Linked DNA regions of Rattus norvegicus: region 2 is linked to region 1. The links are chromatin contacts, called in public Hi-C maps. All regions are on one chromosome and are shown on one strand. Each heading gives the region's core, a stretch centred on a gene start, on an enhancer-like site or on the middle of the called end of the contact. The rest is flanking DNA. Distances are from core to core; before and after follow the strand shown.

Region 1 (4,769 bases), core at 549-3,048:
CCTGCAGAGAACTGGTCACACCAGTATCCGAGATACAAAGGGAATTGAGACTGTTCCCAGCTCCCTCTCAGCCACAGTTCTATAAGCAGAATGTGAGCTATCACGAAACCTCCCCAGACCCGAGACCCCAGTGCACTGGGGAATTTCCCTTCATGTGCTATATCAAGTCCAGTTCCAGGGAGAAGTCTCCAGTTCCACCTGCCTTTGGAGTACATGGCCTCACACTTGATCCCTTTGAGGATAAACTGGGCCAGACTTGACTTGTAGATATGTTAGTTACAGGTCTTCTAGCACTATGACAAAATTCCGCACAGGAAGAACTTGAGAGGGGGATTACTTATCTTGACTCCTGGTTTCAGAGGGTCTAGCTTGCCATGACACAGAACAGGGCAGAATAGCTTCTGTTGAAGGTGGCCCAGAAGCAGGGCCCTGCTGGAACCATGGCTTCTCCTTCTGAGCTCCCAGCCTGTAGAATGAGGCTCCCAATTCGGGAAAGCGTGAACACCTGTCACTTCTCTCTGGAAATGCTTTCCTGGGCGCACTCAGCAGTGTGCGCTTCACCCATCTCCCAGGGGCTTCCAAACGCAGTCAGGTTGATGATGGCGATTAAACCGTGACTAGTGTTCAGGGCAAGGCTGAGAGAAGATGGTACGCACGGAGGACACTCCCCACACGCATTCCGTCAGGAAGGTCTTCCTGTTGACGATAATGGTGATGGGCTTCAGGGACCCGATAAAAGCAGTATGGGAGGAAACCACCTAGACCAAGAGGGAACCGGCTTCTAGGCAAGGAAGCGTCTGTGTGCAGAACTGTGTGCTTATGGAATCATAATGACTCCAGCTCTCGACGCGAACCACCGCTCATCCAACGCTAATCAGACATCTGATTTCTATGGCTAGAACCTGTGTGGATTCATGTGCTAATTATAAGTGTGTTTGGTTGTAAACTTTGTCCTTGGGGTGGGACTAAGTCCCACATTTGGAAAGGAAGAACATTGATAATCCCCGACTCAGAGATTCATAAGCTAATAGCCATTTTGAGTCAATTCCTGCCAATGACAACCTCAAGATAATTTAAAAGGGGTCTGGGGAGATGGCTCAGTGAGTAAAGTACTTGCTATGTACACATGTGGACCTGAGTTTGATCTCTACCACACCAGGATCAGGGGGATCCTGGACACACACACACACGCACACACACACACACACACACACACACACACACACCATAATTTTATTTTTAAAGACATCAAAAGGGCAGTCAGATACTCATAGCCAAAAGGACACAGACTTTGAATCCTGACCGTCTGGGTTCAAATCCCAGCTCTGTCACAGACCAGCTGAACGTCCCTAGCCTCTTCTCTAGGCCTCAATTTCACTCCTGTAAAAGGGTTTGATAATAGCTCGAATGGCCGTTGAGAGGATTAAATTAGCTAATACGTGTAAAGCTCTGAAGCAGTTCTTTGCCACATGAAAAGTGCTTATTCTGTAATAACCAACCATACAGCCAACAGTTGCTGTCCTGATTTCATTTAATCCTCATACCGGGCTCTCCTCCAATTTCATTACTACAACCCCTTCTTGGCTCAGGTCTCCCAGCCTCATCCTCTGTACTGACTTCCCAGAGGTTCCTGGACGACTCTACATTCCCAACGTTGTCCCCGCCCCTACTGCTGTCTTCTGAATTTTCAGACTTAGTCCTAACTGCTAGTTGCCACCGGGAGGCAGCAACACACTAAGGGGCTGCCGTGCGCAGGGGCGCATTGTAGGACATGTAGTCTTGCTGGTGAGTTAAGCGTTGGCTCCAGCGTGGAAGAAGAACTACATTTCCCAGAAGGCATGGCAGACACCCTCTGCCTCACCTTGTTCTGGTTTCGCCCCTTTAGTGCTTGCCTCACTAAACGCACAGAGCGGGTGCGGCATAGGGTGTACACGTGTGGTTGGGAGGATGTGGAGACTGAGCGAGCACCTTGCCCAAGAGGGTGGCGCTGCAGGCCTGCTGATCCCACTGGACCTTAGCTGTAAAATTAGACCAAATACTGGTTTAGGAATTGCAGATGTCAAAGATGCTGATTAGTCCGGAGAGGCTAATCCCTTACTGGAGCAAATAAAGGAGACCAACATTTTGCACCATGGCAAATACTCTTTAGACTGCTTAGCGGCCCACCTCGCTCTCCCGTATTCAAACTGTCCCTTGTTAGCTCTGGTGCCTGTTCTCTGAGAGCCGTGGCTCTGGGATCATCAAAGTAAGAAAAACTAAAACCCAAAATCTTTCCTTTCTTTTCTTTTTCCTTCCAATCATGCCTCTCCACTTTAAAACCCTATTATGGTAATGTTTAGCAATTCACAAAAATAGAATTATATAACGATCCTCCAAGTTCCCATCTCCCAGCCTCAATTATTATCAACATATGGCCAATCTTGTTTTATTTATTCCGCCTCCCCCAACCAATTAGTTTAAAGCAAATCCCAGACAGCCTATAATTTCATCTATAAATACGTACCTCTAAAACATTGGGTTCTAAAAAAAAAAAAAAAAAAACCCAACCAAAAAACGAAAAAAACCCCAGGACATATAAAACTAACAATTTCTCTGATTGTTTTATAAATGATAAATTCTTGGTTCATTCAGATTATAATCCAGAGTCTGTACACTGTATTTGTTGGGAGTTTCTTTATGTCTTTTATTCTGTGACAATGTCTCCTCCCTCTCATCTGCATCTGATTTAATGGGTTTCTCCCTCCCACCCCCACCCCCTCCCAAAGACAGGATTTCTCAGTGTAAATCCCTGACTGTCCGGAAACTCACTCTGTAGACCAGGCTGGCTTCAAACTCACAGAGATCCACCTGCCTCTGCCTCCCAAACTCTGGGATTAAAGGTCTGCTCTGACTCCCGAGTGCTGGGACTAAAGGTAGTCCATGTTGGCTTTGAGTCTTATTAGCTTGGTTGTTATAAAACTGCGGTGAAACTTTGGAAAGGAAATATTTCCTGCTCCCTCTCCATCTGTCCTCTTTGTTTTACAGAATTGAATGCCTCTGTGTGTGCACGCACACACATGTGTGTACATGGGCCAGGGTGTACATGCGGAGGCCAGAAGATTACCTCAGGAACTGGTCTTCGCTTTCTGCTTAGCTTGAAATGAGCTCTCTCTATTTTGGCAGAGGGGTGGGGGGTGGTGTTTGTTTTTGTTTTTGCTGCCGAGTATGCCAGGCTAGATGGCCTGAGAGCGAGTCTCCATCCTCAGCTCGCTGCGCCTATAATGGCAGCAGACGCTAGACTTGCTGGATGCAGAGTACATTGTAACCAGAGATGAAGATGGAGAAACGGCTCCATGTTGTTCCTCAGAGAAGCCTGAATTGCTCCCTTCATCTTTTAGGGACCTTGACTCTGGGACAATTGGCTCTTTGGTTTTGTCACTAAAAAGAATTTCAGGTTAGGCCAGTATAGAATAGAGTTGGAGTTTGTTTAAAGATTTAAATATCTATCTATCTACCTATCTAAATACTATCTATCTATCTATCTATAATATATATACATACATATATATACATACATATATATATATTAAAATAGAGGTTAAGAGAGAGGTGCTCTGGGATGAAGTGAGACCTACCTGATGGCATGAGCGTGGGCTTCTCAGAGGTGACCCTCATGTCAACATCTTTAAAATAGCCACATACAGGACTTTGGCGACTATCGAAGTTATTGTCTTTAAGGAGTTGCTAAGGGTGGCTCCCCAGATGCACCTGGCAGAATTGCAATTGGTAGGTAACATTCTAGATGTCGGGGATACAGGAAGCAAGGATAGCTTCCGTGTAAACAAATTGAATAGCCTTGTTCTCGAGAGTCCTGAAAAAATGTGTGAGAGAGAAAATGTGCCCCTGCTGGAGATCACATTCATTCAGGCCTGAAGCCTGGGCCATTGCTGTTTTAACACAGAGAACAATATTATCTGCAAGTTGGAACTTTCCCAGCGAATGTTAGTGTGGCGAAGTTCTTGCTTCTCAGCTGGCAGAGAGAGTTCAACCAGACTCCAGGATGAGCGGCTCCTCTTTCCTCCCATACTGCCATAATTGCCCCCTTCTGCCTCTCCAGCCAAACACACTGATGACTCTCGAGTCCTCACTGAGACATGCTGCCAGGACAAAATGTAGTCCAGATCTTAAGGACTTAATATGAAAAACAGAGTGTAAAAATGTCTTAATCAGGAGGGAGTGGGTGGGTGGGTGGGGGAGCACTCTCATAGAAGCAAGGGGAAGGGGGATGGGATAGAGGTTTCTGGAGGGGAAGCCAGGAAAGAGGATAGCATTTGAAATGTAAATAAAGAAAATATCCAATTAAAAAAAGAAGAAGAAGAAAGGTAGCTTTCTAAAGCATATACAGCATATGCCATAGTGGAGTTTGACAGCGGCCGTTAGACCAGCCATGTTCAAGGAGATGAAGCTCTAGTGGAACCCGGCAGCCTCTCAGGCCTGGCTCTGCCCTTATTTACCAGAAAGCCTGAAGTGGCATTAATTTATTACCAGTCTGGGTTTATTTTCTTCCCCTTACTCATTTTTTTCGGGGGGGGGGGTTGTTTAGTCACTGTGATTATCCTCTGGTCACATTTGGCAATGGGGAAAAATATCTCAACCACTTAAAACGTGGATGACATGTTGAACTGATAGCGTCGTGATACATCAATGCTCAAATATCAGTGGCAGGGCTCATGCAGCCCAGGCTGGCTCTTCACGCTCCTGCCTCTATCTCCCAAGTGCTGCAATCCAGG
Region 2 (4,653 bases), core at 737-3,236, 45 kb after region 1:
AGATATCACTCCGATGGTGACAACACCACCTACTTCCTGTGTGGGTGCATGTGTGTCCTCAAGACTTCCTTTGGAGAACAAATATGGGGGAGTCAGAGCCCTGAGAAGCTTCCGAGATTATCTCGGTGGAGTGGCGAAAGGGCCATGGTGTGGGCACCAGGGAGATTATGGAAATAGGTTAGAGGTAGGGCCAACACTTGGGGGCTGGAGGGGGTGTGTGTTTGAGAAAAGGGACCACGGTGATTGGCCCGGGTGGGATTAGAAAAATGGAGAGCGGGTTGAAAGAGAGTTAGAAGAGTTGGGAAATGAGGGAGAGAGGGCTGCCTGTGTTTGGTCACGGTGAGTTGAAAATAACCTAACATCTCTCTGGAGAAAGGTGAATGACTACAGGTAGGGTTCAGAGTCTAGGGACAAGTCTAGTCCTGACAGTAAATCTGGGAGGGCTGATAGCTGAGAGACATGTGTAAAGCCATAGACTGGGTGAGATCTTTAAAGAGGCACACACACACACACACACACACACACACACACACACACACACAGAGCCAGGGGAGAGAGGGAAAAGCAACCATATAGGGAAGCCGAGGGCAGAAGCAAGGGAGGAGGAGACCCAACTCCCAGCAGTGTTAGAGAGAGAGAGAGAGAGAGAGAGAGAGAGAGAGAGAGAGAGAGAGAGAGATTGATTTGGTCATCACAGTTCAGTGCCAAGGAAGGTCACCAAGTGAGAACTGAGACTATCCATCCCCTAGCGAACTGGGAATTCCTGTTTGGCTCATACTTCTCCATCCCCTGTGTTCAGGAAAGTGTCTCCTTTATGCTAACAGGGTTTCTTAAATGGTGAATAAGTAAGTCAGACATGATTGTCCAGCACTTGGGAGACAAGTGAGAAAAATGGCTGTGAGTTCAAGGCCAGCCTGGCTGATTTAGCAGGTTCGTGGCCAGCCCAGCTGCTTACATGTAGGAAGCCCCTGTCTCAAAAACAAAGTGTTGGAAGGAAGATTGTTCGGCAGATAAAGGTTCTTGACGTGTGTTAGAACCCCATAACCCTCACAAAAAGGCTGAAATCTACAGAGGGCTTTGGAGCACATGTTCTTCCACCTCCGGGGGGAGTTCGCACACACATGTTTTTAATGCAAATATTGGAACCAGACAATGTGGCATATGCCTTTAATCCCATCACTGGGGAGACATTTCTGTAGATTTCTGTGGATTCCAAGCCCAGCCTGGTCGACATAGTGAGTTCCAGGACAGCTAGGGCTACATAGTGAGACCCTGTTTTGAAGGGGGGCGGGGGAAACCTGAAAAACAAAACAATAAAAGCCAATATTGGTAGTTGATATGGTGGCCAATTCTCTGTAACCCAACATTTGGGAAATGGAATCAAGAGAATCAGGAGTTCAAGGTTATCCTTAGTTACCTAGAGTTCTAGGCTGACCTGAGCTACACGAACCCCCTCTTCGCCCTTCACACACACACACACACACACACACACACACACACACACACACACACACACTCAAATCAAAACTGAAACCAAAGCGGGAGAAAAAAGCTTTATAAATGAAAGTTAACTCTAAAGAAGCAAACAGCCACGTGGAAAAGAGAGGTTTAAGGCACCTCTACGACCCTTGCCTAAGGACTTCTCCAAGAAGCCATGGGGTCTAGGTTCATGGTCATCCTCTCCCGGAAGACCCCACAGTACTTCTCTGCTTGTGCACAGCCAAGTCAAGGCCTCCAGTATCTCCTTGGTCAGAGACTCAAAATTCCAGATCCCCATGTCTCCCTCTAGAAAAAGGGAGGATCCTTAAGCACCTACTTCCAGGGAGACTAGGCGATGACACTCTTCAAGGTCAGCCCCTCCCATTCAGAGACTAAGCTCTCCCGCTTCACCCGGGACTCCTAGAACTGTGGGCGGGGCTCCGCCTTGAACCAGGCGTGGCCAAAAGAAGAATTTAAAAACTCGCGGGGGACCTGGCTTTGGATCGGGGGACCCGGCGGCGGCTCCGCGGGGCAAGCAGCGAGGCTGGCGCAGCGCCGAGGCCGCGGCCCTGGGGGCCCACAATCTGCATCCAAGAATCCTCGAGGTAAGGGATTAACCTTGGGGTAAAGCGAGGCACGCGCCTTTCTGAATGCTTTGAGGGTTGACTGGAGCGTAAAGCTGGGCCCTGAGAGTTGGGGATTCCCGACGTTTAAGGGAGCTGGCTGAAGAGGAGAGGCTGGGATCCTGGACTTCTGAGTCCTGGGAGTGTTGGACATTAAGAGAGGTATCTGGGATCTTAGGGGTTGGGGTGCAAGGACTAGGAAGCCTGATACCGGGGATTCTGAAAGAGGACGAAGTGACTCGGACTCCTTCACCCAAGGAGGGGTTGCATTGCATCCTTCGAGTTGCCGTTATGGACGCAGGCTTGGGTCTTGAAGGTCGGGCGGCGGACCTCAGGGGTCCACTCTGGTCGAGACCAGCCCCGCCCTGGGATTTCCCAGCGCTCTACCGGTGCCGGGTGCCTGGGCCGAAAAGGAATTCCCCGTGAGCGGAGATTCCACGGGCGCCGCGCTTCGCTGCGTGCCCCGCCTCCGAGCCAGACACCTGCGGCGTGCGCGTGCGGAGCGGAACTGGGAGGTGGAAGATTCCCTTGCGTGAGCGCCGTGACGTCAGCGCGCGGCGTCTTTTCTCGAGGGTTTCCGAGTCGGTCCCCGTCTGGCTTTAACCCTTCTTGCGCTGGAGTCAAAGCTGGGAAGTCTGAGCTAGGGATTTGCTCTTCTCCGGTGGAGGGAACCGGACTTGCAGGTCCCAGAGGAGGCTGAGGGGGTCTGTACTCCTGGGTTTCTGGATGAGAGACTGCCGCGCCTATGGGATACAGGGGCATCGCGGGATGGTGGGTCCCTGCTATTCCCAAGTCGGCCGAGGTGGGGACAGGAGGTTTGCGACACCAGATATCTGGATTTCTGAGGAACTACTCTGCCACTGATTCTGGCAGAGAGCATGAAGCAAGAGTGATGGTCCAAGACTGTGCTGAGGACACTAGGCTTGCGCCTAGTCCCAACATGTCAGATTCTAGAACAGAGAAATTATTTTGCTGTTGTTTTGAGACCGAGGTCTCAGGTAGCCCAGGCTGGCCTCTCACTGATATGTAGATGAGCTTGGCCTGCCACGAGAATGCTGGATTGCAGGGGTGTGCCTCTACTTCTAGTTTAAAACAGAGACATTGGGAACCTGGAAATGCCTTTTCAGGAAGTTGAGATTGGCAAACCCCACCCCTCTTCAAGTGTTAGGCCTGGTAGCCTAGGTTGGGATTTTTTACGGATGTGGTGATGCTTCAGAGGAGTGGGATGTCTCCGGAGGAGATAGATGCTTCAGAGAAATGCTAGCCTCCCCACTTCCTCAGTTTCCACTACGGTGGTGGAAAGTTGGTGCAGAGGAAAAGCGTGGAGTAAAAGGAAGGAAATGGCGGAGGCGGGCCCTGCACTCAACATCTTCTATTGGCTTTGTAGTTCTCCAGTTTTTCCGCGCTCGAGGGAAAGGAGGGCGCGCGCCCACATCCACTCCCAGCCACCCACCGCTGCCGCTGAGGGTGCATTCGGGTGACTTAAATATTCCTGATGACTTCCTTCTGTCTTCCCACACACAGTGAGTCGGCCTGAGCGCAGTCACTGCCCAACACAGACCGTAAAGAAGCTTCTGGAAGAACAGAGGCGCCGACAGCAGCAGCCAGAGGCTGCTGGGGTACCGGTGAGTCTCTGGAAATCCCGCATAGGACATGAAGCCATGTGCTCTGGGGGAGATGGGAGTTGTAGTCCTGACTCTGATGCTTTACATGTGGCGGGGGATGGACCTGAAGAATCTTGCAGATATATAAATTCATTTTCTTTGCATTGCAGGGACACTTCTCCCCTCCTCTGGTCCAGCCACTGACCCCATCTGTGAGCGAGTCAGAGGCAGGTAAGAATAGAAACTTAGCTCGACCCACCTCTCAGAACTTTGGGGACCGAGGAGACAGGCAGCTCTCATTATTGTTGAGACATATGGGAAATTTTAATGGCTGGCCTGCCATTGTTGCACATGTCTGTATTTCCAGTACTCCGGAGGTTGAGAGGAGAGGATTGCCATTGGGTTTGAAGCCACACTTTTTTTTTTTTTTAAACTAGCGAGTTCCAGGCCACCTAGAGCTATCTAAGACACCTGTCTTCAAACAGAAACCCCTGGATTTTGACATTGGTTTTCAATAGCCCAGTAGTCTGTGACTGTTGCCCTCAGGGACTCAGGGTTTGAGATTCCAGGAATCCAGATCCCAGTTGCTTGAGACCCAGGCGGCCAAGCACCCCAGCTTGTTGATGTCCCAGGATTGGAGGACTCAGCTCTCAGTGCCTCAGTGCCTCAGTGCCTCAAGAGACTCCAGGTTCACTATCCCTGGCTGTGTCTCTGGGCTCTAATAACAAGCTGGTCCTGCCCACCCTCTCGGTTTCAGGCCATACTCACTTCCCTGCCTTCCAAGAGACTGTGGATTCTGGACCTGGCAACCTGGCTCCCCCTTCAGGCTTCACAGACTGGGACTCCAGCATCCATGCTCCGTATGCAGAAGGCTCTTTCCCATACTCTGCTTCTGAAGGCTTCCTGACTCCTGATCTCTACCCAGTGTCAGACCCAGGCCGGTCAGG

What was found. Hi-C and Micro-C count contacts between places; a contact is called where the count stands out from the background.
Region 2: a contact with region 1 is called in a Hi-C map of frontal cortex, with 2.5 times the contacts expected there. The contact joins the promoter of Nfkbid here to the enhancer-like site in region 1. A contact is called at or near these places in 3 of 12 Hi-C or Micro-C datasets (the A7r5 cell line, frontal cortex and hepatocytes).

The regions. Positions count from the first base shown.
Region 1 is chr1:94,761,768-94,766,536 of GRCr8, forward strand. No RefSeq gene overlaps it. Among named protein-coding and RNA genes, the nearest start is that of Lrfn3, 14 kb to the left of the region's middle. Within about 2 kb of position 1,799, at least 55 of the 93 cell types and tissues checked have an H3K27ac peak or open chromatin away from gene starts, as enhancers often do.
Region 2 is chr1:94,806,473-94,811,125 of GRCr8, forward strand. It overlaps Nfkbid (NFKB inhibitor delta), which reads left to right and starts at 1,987. Exons shown (of 12, transcript XM_039093862.2): 1 at 1,987-2,084; 2 at 3,627-3,727; 3 at 3,877-3,937; 4 at 4,464-4,653. It also overlaps a transcript of Hcst not described here.